Linked DNA regions of Columba livia: region 2 is linked to region 1. The links are chromatin contacts, called in public Hi-C maps. All regions are on one chromosome and are shown on one strand. The core of a region is the stretch at or near the end of the contact, and the rest is flanking DNA. Distances in the headings are between cores, read along the strand shown. Region 1 overlaps IARS1 (isoleucyl-tRNA synthetase 1). Region 2 has its middle 17 kb from the start of NOL8.

Region 1 (4,827 bases), core at 613-3,112:
GAGCTAGAAGTGTGTTTCAACACATCCATGGTAGTATGGATAACAGAATTATTGCTGTGTGCCCCAGTATCAGTTCATGTCAAGATAAAAAACTTAACAGCCTCTGTAGACTTAAAAAAAAAATCACGCAAACCACACTATGTAAGAAAAAAAGTCCCATCATCTACACAATTGAGCAAACAGACTGCATCCAAACAGCACGGACTCTGAGGAAAAGGTTCTCCTGTGATTCATCAAGAACACTTAAAAGACAAAACGAAATTAAAACAAACAACAAAAACCAAAACAAAACACAAAACCAAAAAACACCAAAACAAACAACACTCCAACACAAATGCATGGGGACAAAAAACACAGGGCAGGAGTCAAAAGAAGCATGAACATACGAAGAACATATTAAGCCCACTAACAAACACAGCCAGCCTGTCTTCAGAACAGCATCTTTGAACGACACCTTCTTGAGAGACAGAAAAAGCATTTGTTCTGTCGCCTGAGAATTTTAAGTGCAGAAGTTTTCAAGTATTATGTTCCACTACCAGTGAAAGCTTTAGAACCCCAGCATATATATCACTCTGCTCCAGATCTACCCTCCAAGCTCTCAGCAAAAGCAAGGGCATTCCCTGATGTAATTCTAGGCTCAGCATGTTAAATGATATCTGAAACTGATACTAGACTTACCCCAATGATCACCCAAAGTGTAATCCTCCTTCAAAATACAGGTAAGGACATAAAACAAGAAGGCTGCAATGGCAAGAAGGTAACAAAAAGGAGCATAGAACACTAAGTGCATAAAACAAACAACAGTATGAGAATAAACGCAGATAGCTAGTAGAAAAATGGACAAAAAAAAAAAAAATCTTACGAACACTATTTCTCTAGAGAATCATTGAAGAGTCACAGAAAACACAAAATGCATAGTTATTCCTATTAAGACCCAGAGATCTGCTGTTCCCAAATCATTTTGGTTTAGGCTGGATAATTCCACAGGCAGAAGAAAACTAAATCAAACCCCAACTTTTACTGCTTCACAGAAAAGGAATAAGCAACATAACAATACAGTTGCTTTGATCTCTACAATAAACCAGTCCTCCTCTCAATGGGGAGTCCCCCTTCACCTTCTCGCTGAGAAGGGCTAAGGCAGCGGGACACAGATATTTAGTGACAAGAGTTCATCTGGAAAATACACAGCATGGAAAAAAAATGTTGCGCCAAAACAAAAGCAAAGCTACACACAGGGAATCAGGCAACTCAAGGCAAATGTTACAGTTTCAGGAGGTACCTACGACCTCTTCAGCTGCAGCCTAGAAATGGTGCGGGGACATCTCAGGGCTGACACCACTATAGAACACACCTGGTAAGGAAGGGGAGGTCTCCTCTTAATAACAACCCTAAAAACTGAGGCTGGAGCAACTGAGATGGGTCCAGTGGAGGGAAGGCAGAAATGGACAAAAAGCCCCATCACCAAAGGGAGCTCCATACTGCATTGCCTCAGCAAACAGAGATGCTTACAGCATGCAGCTATGTTCTCAAACACATGAAGTACCAATTTGTTACCATAACTAGGAATCGTTTTCCTTCTCTCCCCACCCACTATCCAGTGTTATCACAAAAAGACTCAAGAGTATCTTCTTAGGGTACAGCAATAGCTACAGTGAGCTACATGAGCACGTGGTGGTTTCACACTATACACGCAAGCCTTTCAAAAGATACATGCAGCTTTCAACTGTTTTTTAAAAATTTGGACTGCAATTTCTAAATTTAGCCACTGGATGGTGACAGAAACCTGTTTAACTGACCCCAAGCTTTGTGCAAAGCAGGATCCCGGAATTGCAGGTGATCAGAGCAGCAGCTCCGCAGCTCTGACCATTGTCAGCACCTCAGTGCTCTGCCTCAGTGGCCACGGAGAATCTCCTCTGGAGCTGAAAACCTGCAGCTGGCCTGATAGCTACGTGAGAAGCCAGCAGGGAAGACAATTTACTAGTTGGTTTTTGGTTTGTGTTTGTATTTCTTTTTCAATGCTCACACACTTCTTTCGGACCGCTTATAGATTAGTAAGAAGTTTAAGATCGCATCACATCAAACTGCTCTCAGTGTCATCCATCTCATGAGTTGTAAAAAAAAAAAAAAGGCAAGAAAATATTGCTTGTTGTTTCCATGCTAGCTCAAGAACAGTGTTCTCATTGTACTGTTTTCAGTGAAGGACACATTTTCACTGAGATTCAAGCTAGCTGCAGTGTGGATATACAAATTCTACAGAATTAGAACTTAAAAATTCTATTCAACATATCTAAGACCTCAGGAGCTGACTGTCTTCACATAAGAAACCATTGCAGTTTCATCTCTTAATGACACCAACATTCCCCTGAAAAATTCTGCCAGGAAGCCACGATTTTAGCATTGGATGAAATTTTGTTGCAAGTCAAAATTTAGTAGGCTGAAAATTAACTCTATTCTGTCAACCACCATATGGCACGGCACCAAAATGCTTACAAAGCAGTCATTTCCAACACACCCATTACAAAATACGAAAAAGAATGCTCTCTAGCATCCTGAGCTAGTATGGTATCACTGCAAAACAAGACATTAATAAACGACGTATTTGGTGTCTGAGTCCTAAACTAGTTAAAGTCTAAATAATTTGGACAAAATCAGCCACCACTGGAAACAACATTTATCATGACTATTACATTAGGTCACTGAACTCAACATAAACATCATGGATGAAAGCATATTTCACAGAAAGCAACAAATTCTAGTTGAGAGCACTCCAGAACTGCAAGCCTCAGGAAGAGCTAGAGACAAAAAGAAACCCAAACCCTAAACAGGTAGGTTTAGCTGATTAAAAGACTAAAGACAAAGCCCTTCCCTTATTTTAACCACAAAATTCATGGTTACCATGTTCATTACCACTATTATCATCAAAGCGTTTTTTCTGGGCCTAACAGCAGGCCAATATGGTCACCAAGTCAGTCGATGCAGAAATTAATCCACAGTGTCTCTCTGATACTTATCAGGACACTAAAGTTTTTGGTTTTAATTTAAAAAGGAACTTTTATATAACATAGAAGTTTTTTTTAAAAAATACAACAAAATAAAACAAAACACTAGAACATACCATTCAAATGAACACTCCTAATGCACATAAAATGTAATTTCAGTAATACAGGTTTCAATTTTGATGATTGCCTAGGTAACAATCTGATATTTTTACAAAATTGTAGATTATCCTGTCAAAAGCATTACACAATTACAAGAAAATTAAGAAGGAAGCAAAGAGGTAAAAAATTAAGAGGATGTCTGCCTATATACTCCCCGAAAACTAATGCCACAGAGATCTCAGAACCAAAGTTTAAATTTTAGAGTCTGTACCCAAAATAAGCAGAGATCATGATTTCTGATGCCAGGAGAAAGACCAGAAATCTTCTTTCAAAGGGAAGAAAAAGAGGCTTGGGTTGTTGAGAGAGACCCTGCAGCTAGTTCAAGTCAAGTTTTTTTTAAATGGTCCTTGGAAGACGATAGTAAAATAGGATTTAAGTGCCACCAAGTATTTTTGTAACATGTAAAAGAAAGGTTTCCTGTCAGTCTTAGCTTTGCCATCATGCAGGGTTCCTTCAGCTAAGTTAGTTAAACATCTGCTCCCTTCTCACCATCTTTTCAGTGCTCACTGAAAACTCGTTGGCACTGCAGCCCTTTACAAAGGCTTCAGAGATCTCTGGAAATTCTGTCAATCCTTAACCATATTTAACTAACTATACAACTGAAGGTTATCAGAAAAACTAATATTAAAGAACATCAGTAATACTTTAGTATGTATATAATTTGTTTTTCAATGGCTTTTTGTCAGCGCACCTCTGCTAAAACTCTTCCTGCAATTCACCTTGTAAGTCTACCACGTAAAGGACCTAATGTTGACATTTCTTCACCATGTTAGGTCAACTTGACCATCCTTCACCTGTAAGGTCGTTGGGTCTTTTGGAATTCCAACAGTCACTCTGAATACAGTGCCAAAATTCCTGAACTTCACTTAGCTCTGCACCAGCAGTACAAGACACATGTCCAACCACACTGCCAAGAAAAAGATAACAGCAGATTCCCAGCCTCTACATTCAGGCTTGAAAAAGAGCTTTAGAGCTAAACACAGTTTGGGCAGTTTGCACATTTGCAGCTGACAGTGTGAAGAACATCAAGAATTTAGAGATATAGTGTAATTTCCTAAACCAAGCACGGAACACAACAGTAGATCTCCAGAATCGCTTGTAAGCTGACATGCAGCAGCAAGACTTCAGGGCTCCATGTAAAGCACAACTATTGTACGTTATTTCGAAAAACTCCGCTATCCTGAAGAAAAAGGTAGGTCCGTTAATTCCCTCACTTTGACATCAAGAGCTTTCACATCACCTTAATTACTTTACCCATTGTTTTTCCAAATCTGGCATATTTTGGAACAGTTCTAGTGATGTATGAACCAATACATCTTTACAATCATTGAAGCCTTCTTACCAGGGCAAATTCATAAAGCGTACATACAATGTATGAAGTTAACTCACCACACAGACTCCATGAACTCAGGATAAAGAGTTTTATAGTCATTTTCAAAATCAATCCAGCGTCCTAATCTGGTAACACTAGACTGTTAAGAAAAACACACAAGTTGAAAGACAACATTAAAGATCATGACACATTTCCAACATTTATTCTGTACAACAGCTTGATTTTTAAGTGCGGTGTTTGTCCCGTACCCATGAAACACATCTGCGAAGTATCTTAGTCTGAAAATAGTTCATAGGAGTATATTTAAACAGACAAAAACAAGGAAAGAACGAAACC
Region 2 (5,146 bases), core at 1,273-3,772, 48 kb after region 1:
AAAGAAAAGCGACAACAAAAAACCTCCTTTGGCTCCTTTGCTCCGAAATCAGTCGCTGGGTACAATCTGCTCACTGGCAAGTTGTGCCTTCCATTGTGCCAGCCTGGTTAACCTCGACCTAACTCTGCACTCACCCTGACACCAGACCTGGTTGTACACCAGGGAAATTATATTGAGAAAATTAAAAAAAAAAAAGAAAAAAAAAGAAAAAAAGAGAAAAAAATAGAACGTTAAAAAAAAAAAGAAGAGGGAGCTGGATCTTGGTGTCTCTGCCTGAATTCTCACTGGCAAGCAGATTTTCAAAGCAACACAGGACATATCCGCCCCTTGTGCAACTGCCACACTGGACACAGGTTGGCTGCTCTTCTTTCTCGCTACATAATTCCCCAAAACTTTTAACACACTACAAAATGTGCTTTGTTCCACAATTACAGTTATATGCTTATCGCTTATAATCCGTATGAGTTTTAAGTTTATGCTTTCATACTTTTTGTCTAAACAAAAATCAAAACAACAACAACAAAACCCTACCAAGCATTGTTGGTCATATTAGCCAAGGTGTCAAAAGTTTCTGGATATAATGAGCAAATGCAGATTTAATGTATTAAGGTTTCCACAGTAATCTCCTAGTTGAGGATACCACTTCCATGATCAGACGTTTAAAACAAGAACCTTTTACATAGCAGTTACCTACACTGATATTTTGGGCATGTTTGCATTCAGAAAGCACTCCATTGCTCGGAAAAATCAAGCCAAAGTCTCCTGATAAGGATTTTTAGGAATTTGTATCAGACTGTGTTATATGAGAGTCTGAAACTGCCATTCTCCAGGACAAAGGTATCAAATCCAAATATTAATGTGTAAGCAAATTAAACAAGAATGATTCTTCATTTTTGCTCAGCAATATGTTAAATAAAACATGAAAACTTAATGCCTGTAAGACAACTGCCATCATCTTTTTTAGTGCAAGCTGCAGTACCAACAGTTTTGTAAGGAACAGACTGTTCACCACCATCATACAAAGTGGTGTTGGTGTGACTTTTCAAGGCACCGTTCCACTCAAGTGTTTCAGCACTTACATGCCTTGGATGAGAACAAGTTATCAAGCTATACAGAATTACCACTTCTCAGCTGAATCATGGGAATTGACAGTGCAATGTAAAATGAATGACCTTAAACCTTTTGTGGTTATGATTTACCACGTTATCTCACATTGGCCACGGAGTAACAACATGCACATGCTCACTACCCTCTCTTCTGACATGCATATGTTCTTTTAAATACAGTAACATCAGCAGAAGTAGTTAGATAATACTTTTGTATTTCCAAAGGTAAGGTGCACACCCAGGGCCTGGACACAGGATAACATTGCTGCCATTGAAGTACAGCTGCTCTGTATGAACCAACAGCAAGTAGGCCATTAGTCAGCAGTAAACATGGGCTAAAAACAAGTTTTCATTGGGGTCTTATGTGAATGCATTTTACCTTTCTGTTTCCAAAAGCATAGAACTACATGCAGTTTCATTCAATAACTACATTCAGCTACTTTGCTGAATACACGAACACTCAAACGTAAGTAGCTTGGTAGCAGGACAAAGCCCTCAAGATTTTCTGTCCTAATGATTTGAATGGTATTCTCACTCATCAGTCACAGCAAAAAGTTACATTACTATGCTGCAGCGTAGTAAAACGTCTGTAGCAGCCAGGCCAGGCGAAGCTTTCACCGCTCCAGGTTTTAGAAGCCTCTTGGGAAGCTGGACCCTTGTTCAGCCCATGCTGAACCTGGTGTTGCTATTTGAGTACTGCTGTACTCAGTCCAGCTGGATGGAAGATAACCAGTGATACGCCTTCTGAACATAGCACGGCCATGGCCTTGGGCTCCCAGGACCTTTAGGGAGAATGTCCTCACTCTCAAACTGAACAAGCTATTTTTGGATTATACAAAATCGCCGTTAATAGATCTGCAGTAATGAAATGCTGCTTTAAAACAGCACCTGCTTTCTGCAAAGATGGGCAGTGATGGCTTCCACAGGTGTTCCTAAAATGCTGTGCTGCTCCAATGATTTCTTGAAGGCACTTCATACATCAGGCTGTCTGGGGAAGAGGAGAGTGTGACTTTAGGTGTGGGGGGAGGAAACAGGTATGACATAACAGGGAGCCGAGTTTTGCTTCTGGAAGCAACTGGTCTCTCCTTTTTCCTGCTTGTTTTGCCGCCATCTTCCCCACCCTCCCCTCTGCACCGGAGGCCTGGAAGCTCACAGCACACAGCCTTGGTCTGGCACGAACAGTGGTGACAGCGGGGGCCTCTTTTCGGCTCCGTCAGGCAGCTGGGACATACTAACTCACGTTCAGAAAAAAACAACTGCCGCTCTAAACAAGTTAGTTCCTTACCTTGTGTGCACGCAGACCTAGTAACTACACAGTCTGCTGAAAGGCAGGGACGTTGTTTTATCAACAAAATGGTGTAAACGGCTTGAAACAGTGTAGAACTGGCTACTGCAGAACAGGGCAGAACCACAGGTGCAGAGAACTGCAGGCTCCAGAGGAGACACCGCAGAGCTAAACAGAAGCTAAAAAAGCAACAAATGCAGCCCTGTTGGAAAAGCAAAACGCCAAGGAAGAAGGGAATGGGACGGTAGGTGACGCTGGGTGCGACTGCCTCCCCCTGCTATCTTACCGGCACCGGCTGCCGCCACCAGGGAGAACCCGATACAGCAGCCACACGGGCCCCACGGCCACCACACGGGCCCCACGGCCACCACACGGGCCCCACGGCCGCTCTTGCAGAGCGACCGGCGTTCGGCTCCCAGCATGCAGGATTTATATCCTGCTGCTGCTGACAGAGCAGGTAGTTCCAGTGAAAATGTCTCCTATTTTCCACACAAACCAGCAGCAACACCCAAATATAATATGCCAAACATCTGACTTGAAACACCACAGGGGAAAGCACAGGATTGTAAGGAAAGATATGTCAAAATACAGAGGGGATGAAAGGGAAGACTGAACAAAGGTACTAAACATTCATGTTTGCAATATCCTCAAATATGACAGATGAAACATTATGATGAAAAAGCCTACTAAATTTTAAGACATGAAAGTGTGCCACCTTCATAATTTTGCAAATATGTAAAAAAAACTTTCAAAAAGCAGTCAGGTATTCCTTTGCCCAGTCATATAAATTTAATACAGTGATTTGATACAGCAGTCTTTAGTGTCAAAATATTCCGAGGACCTGAGTAACCTGAGTGATTAGATTCCAGGAAGGCACTGACCGTTAGCACAACCAGTCAGCCATTTTGTGCAAGCGTCAACGCTGATCCACGCCTAAGTGCAGATTTACTAGAAAGAGGATTTTCTAGTAATGCGCTACTGCATAATACCTCCTGGCAAACTGGTACAAACATGTTCCTTGTTATGGTAAAAATCAAAGAGAATTCAGCTTAGTGCTCTTTCACCTTCTCCAGGTGAAAGAGAAATGCATGAAAATCCATGCAGGTTGAAACTTGCAAACTCCAGCAAAGTCAGAAGGGCTGGTCAGAGGTGCCCAGCACTTTTATTTCTTTGCTAATTTGGCGCTTTGATGAACCTCTTTAATGCCTAAAGTGGCTTGAAAAGATTAGGTTTGACTGAAACCCTACACTGCTGTAAATGGTGCATCATTACGCTTCTTCAGCCTACGATGCCCGGTGTTCAGCAGTTCACCACAAAAACCAGTTCAATTTAAGATCTTCACAAAGCAGCATAACACACCAGGGTATTTAAAAATGGAGTCTGATCTCACGGCTTTCAAACATAAAGCCTGTTACCTACGAACTTATCCTTTCATGGTTGCCAAAGAATAAGACTAAGAATTTTTTGCTGTTTTCAAAGTTCTAGAATGTGAAATGAATTCTGATGACAGAAAAAAAACCCAAAATAAAAACATGACTCAGACAAACTTCAGAAGGAATAGGGAGAAAACACAAACAAACAAACCAAGCAAACCAACCCACTTCCAAAAAAATACAATTTTTCTTTTTCATCTACTCAGTACTTTAGTACTTTGGCTATTCACTTTTTGATCTTCCATGCTCTTAACTTGCGCCTCTCAAGACCAGACAGTTTTCAGCTTGCTTATCTCATCTTTGTGGTTTATTTTGCCAGTCACTGACTTGCCATTTAACCTCTGGTTTACCCAAAATAAACAACAAGGGAATCTCAGTGGAAGAGACATACATAAGCCTCTCCATTGCTGACCATTCACCCCTACCAACGCTCACAGTCATCTCCTAACACACCTGAGCTTCCCATCCTTCTGTGAGGAAAAGATCCTGCAAAGGTCCAGGAAGGAACAGGTAGGGCAGGGAAGACAGAAACCTTCCCTTGCCAGCTGCCTTCTTGAAGGCATATGCAGATTTCTTGTGCAGGGAAAAAAAGCAAACATTAGGTAAATACAGAAGAGAGGCCACTTACCCCCTGACACTTACTGTACCTGGGCTAGCTACACGGCAGCCGAAGGAGCCGTTTCATCAGTCCCTGGGGGGTCTCTGGCACCGGTGCTGCAGTACCAGGGCAGGAAGAGTCCCCAGGGGAAGGCAGCCCACGTTGTGGGCTCTGGTGGGCGCCCAGGCAGCAGAGACATGTCCTCACCAAGCAGCACTGAGTCCACTGCAGACTCCACCAGGTGTGACAGGGTGAGCAGTACTTTGGTTCAGGTATCCCCCGCAAGCAGGCCTGAGCGAAATCAGCCCTGCTGTGCAAACCTTGGGAGTTGTGCTTGGATGAATCTTCTCAGGAACTCTCTGTTGCCATTTGCTATGTCAGCAAGGAAAGAGAATGGCCATGACTCGATGGAGCAGGGCCAGAGCAAAGCATCCGTCCTGCAGCCGGGCACAGGGCCTACTGGGGTGGCCAGTGTGGGGCTGAGAGCAGTGGTGGAGTCTGGGCTTCGGCCTCATGGAGGAACTGGAAACAGGACAGTGGGGAAAGAAGAGCAGGGACGTCCTGCAGCTGCCATATGCCACGGCAGCAGGAGCTCATCCATTTTCCTTTCTCCATCAGGATGCCACTGTGGGAGAACGACAATGCATACGCACACCTCGGTGACAGGCACAGCCGCTGTGATGCCAGGGAGTGCCTTTGTCCCCAAGGCAGGGAGCACAGAGAG

What was found. A called contact is a pair of places that touch in the nucleus more often than the background predicts.
Region 2: a contact with region 1 is called in a Hi-C map of liver, with 5 times the contacts expected there. The contact joins two enhancer-like sites. A contact is called at or near these places in 2 of 2 Hi-C or Micro-C datasets (crop and liver).

What each region holds. Positions count from the first base shown.
Region 1 is chr10:4,618,734-4,623,560 of bColLiv1.pat.W.v2, forward strand. It overlaps IARS1 (isoleucyl-tRNA synthetase 1), which reads right to left. Exons shown (of 37, transcript XM_065074495.1): 8 at 4,548-4,630. Among named protein-coding and RNA genes, the nearest start is that of IARS1, 15 kb to the right of the region's middle. Within about 2 kb of position 1,863, at least 1 of the 3 cell types and tissues checked has an H3K27ac peak away from gene starts, as active enhancers do.
Region 2 is chr10:4,665,714-4,670,859 of bColLiv1.pat.W.v2, forward strand. No RefSeq gene overlaps it. Among named protein-coding and RNA genes, the nearest start is that of NOL8, 17 kb to the right of the region's middle. Within about 2 kb of position 2,523, at least 2 of the 3 cell types and tissues checked have an H3K27ac peak away from gene starts, as active enhancers do.